2 separate regions of the Callithrix jacchus genome follow, and region 2 is linked to region 1. A link is a contact called in public Hi-C data. All regions are on one chromosome and are shown on one strand. The core of a region is the stretch at or near the end of the contact, and the rest is flanking DNA. Distances in the headings are between cores, read along the strand shown. Region 1 holds the start of NOD1 (nucleotide binding oligomerization domain containing 1). Region 2 holds the start of ZNRF2 (zinc and ring finger 2).

Region 1 (3,886 bases), core at 67-2,566:
TTGTCCCACCTTTCCAGACCAAACCAATGTTCATCTTACAGATATTGATTGATATCTCATGTCTCTCTAAAATGTATCAAACCAAACTATGCTCTGACCACCTTGGGACATGTCATCAGGCTGTGTCACCGGTGAGCATCCTCAACCTTGGCAAAATAAACTAACTTTCTCTCTCTCTCTCTCTCTCTCTCTCTTACTGGCTCTCCTCCTCCCTCCTTCCTTTTTCCCTTCCCTGCCCTCCCCTTGGCTCACTGCAACCTCCGCCTCCCAGGTTCAAGTGATTCTCCTGCCTCAGCCTCCCCGTAGCTGGGGATTACAGGCACCTGCCACAACACCTGGCTAATTTTTTTATTTTTAGGAGAGTTGGGGATTCACCATGTTGGCCAGGCTGATCTTGAACTCCTGACCTCGTGATCCACCCGCCTCGGCCTCCCAAAGGGCAAAATAAACTTTCTGAATTAACTGAGGCTGACTCAGATATTTGGAGTTCACATATCCTAGTCATCATTCTGGTGCTTAGAAGTTGGCACATTTGATCCCATCAACTAACGTTTGAGTTTCACTTTTGGTTTAAGAACATAGTTTCTGTTTATCAGAAGGCAGCCTTTGATGGGAATTTTTAATACAAGCATTAGTGGCTGTATGATTGAATTTACTTCTTCAGTGTGAATAAATGACAACTTTCTGCAACATCGATATGCCTCATGGAGACGTTCACCATTCAAAACGTTTTAAAACGATTTTATTGGGGACATTTATTAGCATGTTAAAAACTCCTTTACCAGTTATTATAGCATATGCATAGAACATAAATGTGCACTGCCAAGAACAAATTTAAGGATAGGAAGAAAAACTTAGATTTTTTTCTTAAGTATAAATTGAAATGTATGCAGTGTTATTAAAATTTGATTATTCTAAGCTGGATTTCATCAGGACAACGTGTCATGTTTTAACAAGAGTTTCCCTATCACGTCCAGGCGTTGGCTCTGGTTGCAGGTGCTGGGTTGGCACTTTTAGGGGTGCGGGCCTGGCACTTCGGCACCACGAATGCCAAATGTGTCACCCCTGAGCGAACTCGGGCCTGCCCACACGGCCCCGCGGCCGCTCACCCTCCCGCACCGGGCGCCCGTCTGCACGCAGCTTCTCCCGACCCCGCCTAGGTCTGGGATCTTAGGCACCAAATCGCCCTAGAGCCAGCGGCAGCACCACGGGACCCTGCCTTGACCGCCCCCGCCCGAGCAGCCTGCAGGCTCTAGGGCGCGCCGACAGAGGGCGCGGCTGGGGCTGTCGTCGCGGCCAGTTCCCGTTCCGGGACCGCAGGCAGCCCTGCCCCTCCGTCGCGCGACTGCGGGCGCAGAGCCTTCCTGGGCCACCGCGCTCACCAGGCTCCTGTCTTTCTCTCAGCGGCTGCGAAGTCTCCAACCTGGCGGCCAAGTAAGTCCCAGAAACTGAGGATTCGCGCGGGGCAGACGCTTCTGGGGTCCTGGGCGCTGCGAGCGAGAGGGCGAGGGGAGGCGGGATCTGCGTGCGGGCGGAAAGCTGCGCGGCTCTGGGGGAGCTCTTGGTGGAACCAAGCGGAGAAACCCGCGAGTTTGAAGAGTGTAGCGAAAGTCGAGAGGGGTGAACTTCACCGTCAGCAGAATCGTATCCTCCACTGTGGTCTAAGGCAGGGGTTCTCAATCGTGCCATTACCTTAGAACCACCTGCGGAGCTTTTAAAATCCAGATGTCCAGGCTGCACCCTAGATCGGTTCCATCTCAATCTCACGGAGTCAGACCCAGGCCTCCTTATCTTTTAAAAGCTCCCCAAGTGATTCCAATCTGCAGCCAGCGTTGGATGAAGATTGGAATCACCAGTGACCGAAGGTTGGCAGGGCAGACGGGCCTTCATGGAGTCCTGCCTGCAGACGACACAGCAGCTCCCAGTGTCCTGCTTGGTCCAGGGCGCAGGGCGAGAACTTCCCTTGCGTTTCATGGTCCACAAAGTCGGGAAATGAGACAATGCTTGGCAAGGTCACCTGAATATCACATTCAAAAAAGCCTCCAATGTGCGCAGCGGTTTTGGCACATTGTGAAAAACATAGGAAATGACAGATGATGATGTTCCATTGGCTCTGCATTCTGGGAAAGGCTGCAGTTGTTGGTGTTTGAAATTAAGTCTGGGGAAGCTAGTAAACCTATGGCCTTGATGACTTCTGGCCTTTCTACTTTAAGGGTGAAGCCATAAGCCGTGCTTGCCAAAGGGCGGGGTTTGTTCTCCCTCAAAGCCCCTGTTGAAGAATAAACTATCACCTTCTGGGAAAAGTAAAAGAGTAACTCCGGGGCCGGGCGCGGTGGCTCAAGCGTGTAATCCCAGCACTTTGGGAGGCCGAGTCGGGTGGATCACGAGGTCGAGAGATTGAGACCAACCTGGTCAACACAAAAAAAATTAGCTGGGCATAGTGGCCTGTGCCTGTAATCCCAGCTACTCAGGAGGCTGAGGCAGGAGAATTGCCTGAACCCAGGAGGAGGAGGTTACGGTGAGCCGAGATCGCGCCATTGCACTCCAGCCTGGGTAACGAGAGTGAAACTCCGTCTCAGAAAAAAAAAAAAAAGAGTAACTCCACGATGCAACTTAGAAAGAAGTAGATTCCCTGTTCTCACCCAGACGTAGATGCCAGGGGCCAGGTAGCTGAAATCCAAGCAAGCCAGGCATTGACAAAGTACAGACTTCTACCGGATATGCCGGACAAATAAGCAAGCTGTGCTGAAAACACACAGCATGAGTGGTAAAAGGGTGGTCTTTCAAAGACTGCAAGAGTAGGTTTTGTTTCTGGGGAATGGAGAAGTAAGTTCACGCTTCGGAACCCATCAAGTCTGGGTCTATGCTGTGACTTTGGGCAAGTTCCTTGACGTCTCTAAGCCCGTTTTCCCACCTGTAAAATGGAGATAAAGAGCAACTCTCTCCCGAGGCTAGCATAGTCCAGTGAGATGATGTGCATCACACACCTGGTAGGCGGTGCTCTGGCAGGGGTCGTTACTAGATACTGGAGTGGCAGTTTTTGCCCACCAATTGTTTACTTAGTACAGGCATTATGAAGGAGAATGTTTGTCTATAAAATGTCCCCTTCAATGCTCCATTCCTTCCCCTGCCCTGCTGCCCTGCTCAGGGCCTTGGCATGCTTTAAGTCTGGGATCTTAGGCACCAAATCCCCTCACTGCCCCAGGGTGTATTAATGGCATTGGAATACAGTTTTACAGCATGTGATAGGAATGAATATTTTTACACACACACACACACACACACACACAAAAAGCTGTTCTTAATCTTGAAACTTCTTCCCTTCTGTTGCCACATATATGTTTTTAAATGGCTTTCCAAGAAAGCTGGGCTGTGGACAGGTATGTGCACACACACGTGTTGCTCCCTGCTTGCAACATCCTCAGCCCACACCCTTGGTGTTTCTGTTTTGCTCCCAACTCTTGGCCTCGGGACAGTGAATCTTTCTACAGTGACCAAGGACAGTCAGGGATCTGTGGAAGGGAGACCCCAAATTCTACAATTGCTGATGCCTGTATCTTAGCTGGAGCTTTACCCTGGTACATCTGTTACATGCTCTGTACATCATGGTGGTTACTTTGATCCTAATAACAGTGCTATTTAGATTAGACATCAGAAATTGGAAGAGTGGAGTAATGTAGGCATAAAGATCAAGTGTTTTTCTAGTGTATGTGTGAGCACTGATATTTGCTTACACAAGACTATCAAAGTCATCTCTTATCCAAATAAAAGGATTCAATATTTGTTCAAAATCTAAGATATGAATGTAGGATTTAAGGTTTAAGTTACTAGTTTCTTCTATCATTCTTATTATTGGGGGAATTTTTTTAGGCAAGAAGAAATTAGA
Region 2 (4,215 bases), core at 131-2,630, 200 kb after region 1:
GCACCGCAGGTGTTAACTGCCGGCTTTCTTCCCAGGATGGAGACGCGCGCCAGCCGGGCCGGGCAACAGCCCCCAGGCGCCCCGGCCGAAGGAGAAAAGGAGAAGGGTAAAAATAGCCGGCGGCCGCTGCCCACGTGCAGCCGCGGGAGGGCCGGGCGCAAACGCGCGGAGAAGGGGCCGTACCTCCAAACATGTGCGGCGAGAGGTGAGCTGGTAAGGAGCCGATCACCAGACGCGGCCCGCCGGGGCTCCCGCCTGCCGGCCGGTCCCTGCCGCCGCCGCCGTCCTCGGGGCTGCTGTGCACCGAGTCCTGCGAGCCGTACGGGCCGCTGCTGCTGTTCGGGATGCTGAAGGAGGACTGCGCCGCGCGAGCCCCCGACGCCACGCTCCCCACGGCTCCGCCAAGGGAGCGGCTGCGCGGGGCCGGGGCTACCGGGGCCGCCGAGGCCGCTGCGGCGCCGCCCGAGGCGCTGGGCTGGTGCGCGCCGGGCACCTGAGCCGGGAACCTCCCCGCGGCGGCGGCCCGAGCGCCGCCGCCGCCTCCGCCCGCGGTCCCATTGGCCCCTCCACTGCTGCTGGAAGGCAGATCCGAGCCCGAGTACGCGCGGGTGCGGCCGTTAGCAGCGGCCGGGCCGCTCTGCTTGGCGCCCATGTCCGCCCTGCCCCGGGCCGGGCCCGCGCGCAACGCCCGGAGCTCCGGGAGGGTGGGAGCGAGGGCAGAAGCGTGAGGGCAGGGCCGAGGCGCCGCGGCCTGCCCAGAGAGGTCCCCGTACGTCCAGGTCCGCCGCCCGGCGCCCCGAGGGGCAGTCGGAGCTCTGGGCGCTCTTCTCCAGGCGGTGGGCGAGGCCGGCGGCCTGACGCGGGCGCAGGAGACGAGGGGACGCGAAGAGGAAGGGAATCCGGCTGCGGGCACCGCTCGCAAGCTCCAGCGGGAAGAGGCGGCTCAGGTGGACGTGCGGCTGCCGCTGGTTTCGGTTCTGGTGCGCCACGACGGGCCGCTGCCGCTCTCTGCCGCCGCGCTCGGCGCCCCGGGCCTCGGCACCGCCTCCTCTCGGGCGGCCGCTGGTACCGCCGCCATCCTACGGCTCACACGGCAGCAGGCGGCTGAGTGGGAGGTGCCCGCCCAGACTTCGCCGAGGCCACCTTCCCTCCTCCCCCAGCCACCCAACTGTTATTAACGGAGAAAGAGGAAAAACGGGTGGCGCGCGAGGAGAGGACGAAGAATGGGAGGGAGGGGTGGCGCGCGCTTCCCGGCAACCGTCGCCTCGCTCCCCCGTGAAGGAGGGGCCGGGCTGGCGACAGGATCTGAGCTGCGAAGGTGGGGGTGCCAAAGAGGGGAGGAGGTTCCTGGCCTTCGCGCCGGAAGGCCGCGGAACGGCTCGGCGGCAGGGTGCGCCCGGCCCTTGTGTTTGGGTCGCGCTCGGTGACCCCGCCCCCGCCCCCTCGCGCCGCCTGGACGATTGGCTCCCGCCGGCCTGGCTCCGCCTCCCCCGGCCGCGGCCTGCCCGCCCCGGCTCCGCCTCGCCTAGGTACCGCGGTGCTGTAGGTGCCGCCACCCGCGGACTCGTTGATGGACAGGTCTCTCGCCCTGCCCTCCCAGCCAGGGCGCGCCCTCGCCTCCACCGCGGGGCCTACGCCGTTAGGAGGGACGGACCCGGTGCGCCAACCAGAAGGCGGCCCCTCCTCCCGCACGTGGCCGGGCGACGCTGGAGGAGCCAGTGTCCGCTGCAGCTTTTCCTGGCAGGGGGCGTGAATGGCTGTATCCTGTGCCCAGAGCCATTTGCTTTCGGTGGGTGTTGGTGTTACACACTGATTTAAAAAAAACACAGAAGCCACAAGCCAGCTTGATCTGAATTAGACTTACTCATGGAACACCAACCCGGGAGGAAGCGTGGAGTTGGAAGAAATCAGGATAATCCAGCTTGACCCTCCGTGGTAGGGCAAAAACCGTGGTGCCAGGAACGCTGCACCTGACTCATGAAACCTAGGATTTAGGCGCAACACCAAAGTATGTGTAATGAGCAAATTATTTTACCTTTTACCTTTTTGGGCTTTAGGTTTGTTTTTATTTTTGTTTTGAGACGGAGTCTCACTCAGTCACCCAGGCTAGAGTGCAGTAGTGCTGTGTCGACTCACTGCCACTGCAACTTCCGCCTCCCGGGTTCGAGCGATTCTCCTGCCTCAGCCTCCAGAGTAGCTCGGATTATAGGAACGTGCCACCACGCCTGGCTAATTTTTGTATTTTTAGTAGTGACGGGGTTTCACCATGTTGGCCAGGCTGGTCTCGAACTCCTGTCCTCAAGTGATCCACCCGCCTCCGCCTCCCAAAGTGTTGGGATTACAGGCATAAGCTACCGCACCCTGCTGACTTTAGGTTTCTTACCTAAACTGTTTGGTTAAATTCTAGGGTACCCGCATCTTTAAGATCCTATAATTTCTCTAAAATGGAGTGTAATAAAATTTTCCTCAGTGCATTCCTCGGTGTTCGTGTGGTCTCTCCGTGGCAGAATGGGGTCTGGATACCCAGGGAACAGCCTGCTCTGAGGCTCCCATTTTGAAAATGTCTAGTCTCTCTACATATCCTCACCTGAAAATAATAGCAAGTGGTGTTTTGTAAAACTACAGAAATACTTTGTCTTTTTTTTTCAGTATCTGCAATAAGTCTTTTATGTAATGATTTTCGTCACTCTTAGGATATGGCAATCAAGTTTTTAAACAAAAGGAGAATATATGTATACATATAAAGACATGCATTGTGTAACTATGTACACAAACACATATAAATGGAAAAACGTACTCAGTGATTTATATGCAATATCATGTTAAGATATTGTGATCATTTTGGTCAAATGCCCTCTGCTTATAGATGTTTCCTGGCACCCTGTTCCCCACCCCAGCATTACAAACCGACTTCAGTGTTCCCACTCAGTGCTGTACAATACCTCCTTCATAACTCTGATCATGTTATCATTATTAGACATCTTGCATGTCACTAAACAATTGGCTCCATGATAAACTTCACATCTGCACCTCCAGTGTTTAACACAGTGCCTGGTGCTTGGGATGATACAATAAATGTTCTGTGAATGAATTAATGAGTGAGTGAATACATATTTCCTCCCCAGTTGTACTAAAACAGTTCTTTCTTGATTGTCACTCATTAACTTATCATGTTCTTATGCTCCTTGACGTTTCCCTTGTGGTGGGTGCCCTTTCCCCCTCCTCTCTGGTGGGCCCTTTTATTTCTTTCCTCACAAGGATTCTGGAAATAAAATGCTGGCCTTCTATATTCTTTTTTTGGCCCTCTTTCCTCTCTCCTCACCCCTCTCAACTCTCTCCAGTCACCAGCGTGAAGCTGTCGATGTGTGTTACTGTCAACCGAACAGTTCTGACTTCATTGAAAATGTGTCATTTCTTTATTGTACCTACCAGTTCTTCAAAAATTAAAAGTGCTGCTTCATCCAAGTTAGTACACACAGGTATACACATATGCAGAACTGAAACAAGTTTTTGAAATAATACCTATGCTACCTGAAATGGACTCTGTTTTCTGTTTCACTTCACTTTTGTAAAATGCTTGTCACTGCTCATTGGATTGATTTTACAACTTACCAAAAGGTTGTAATCTGCAGTAGTCTAAATCAGTGCTTTGCAAACTTTAGCACACAAAAGGATTACATGAAAACCTTGTTAAAAACAGGCTGTTGGGCCCCATCCTCAATGATTCTTACTCCGTAGCTCAGGGTTGGCCTGGAGAATTTGCATCCTAACAAGTTGTCCAGTGATGTTGCTGCCATCAGACTTCAGACTCTGGTTTGGAGAAACACTGGCCTAAATAATGCTTTCCTGTATAATCAGAACTGCTGCTGTAATGCCTTTGTGACTTCAAGACCAGAGCCCCAGCTCTTTAAAATTTTTCAAATGTGAAGCTTTTAAAATACACTATATTCCTCCTGATGCAGTTAAATAATATATTGACCAAAGGCTTTGGGGGTGCAATATTAGTTTGACTATATTGTTAAAGCACTTCACATTGACAAAATTATTAACCACAAACCCACATTGGAACAGGTAAGCTACTTCTGGGCTTTCAATAAAAATGCCTGACCAATCAGTTTGCTGTTGTCTAGTTTAAAGTTTACTTGGTGTGGGGCGGAGGGGGGCGTTGCTCTTACCTTTGTGTTCCCTTACTCTCCTATGAATTCCTCTTTCCTC

The links. Hi-C and Micro-C count contacts between places; a contact is called where the count stands out from the background.
Region 2: a contact with region 1 is called in a Hi-C map of skeletal muscle, with 3 times the contacts expected there. The contact joins the promoter of ZNRF2 here to the promoter of NOD1 in region 1. A contact is called at or near these places in 2 of 3 Hi-C or Micro-C datasets (both in skeletal muscle).

Annotation. Positions count from the first base shown.
Region 1 is chr11:27,732,453-27,736,338 of calJac240_pri, forward strand. It overlaps NOD1 (nucleotide binding oligomerization domain containing 1), which reads left to right and starts at 1,317. Exons shown (of 14, transcript XR_013523900.1): 1 at 1,317-1,434.
Region 2 is chr11:27,933,557-27,937,771 of calJac240_pri, forward strand. ZNRF2 (zinc and ring finger 2) reads right to left here and starts at 1,381. Exons shown (of 6, transcript XR_008473330.2): 1 at 184-1,381.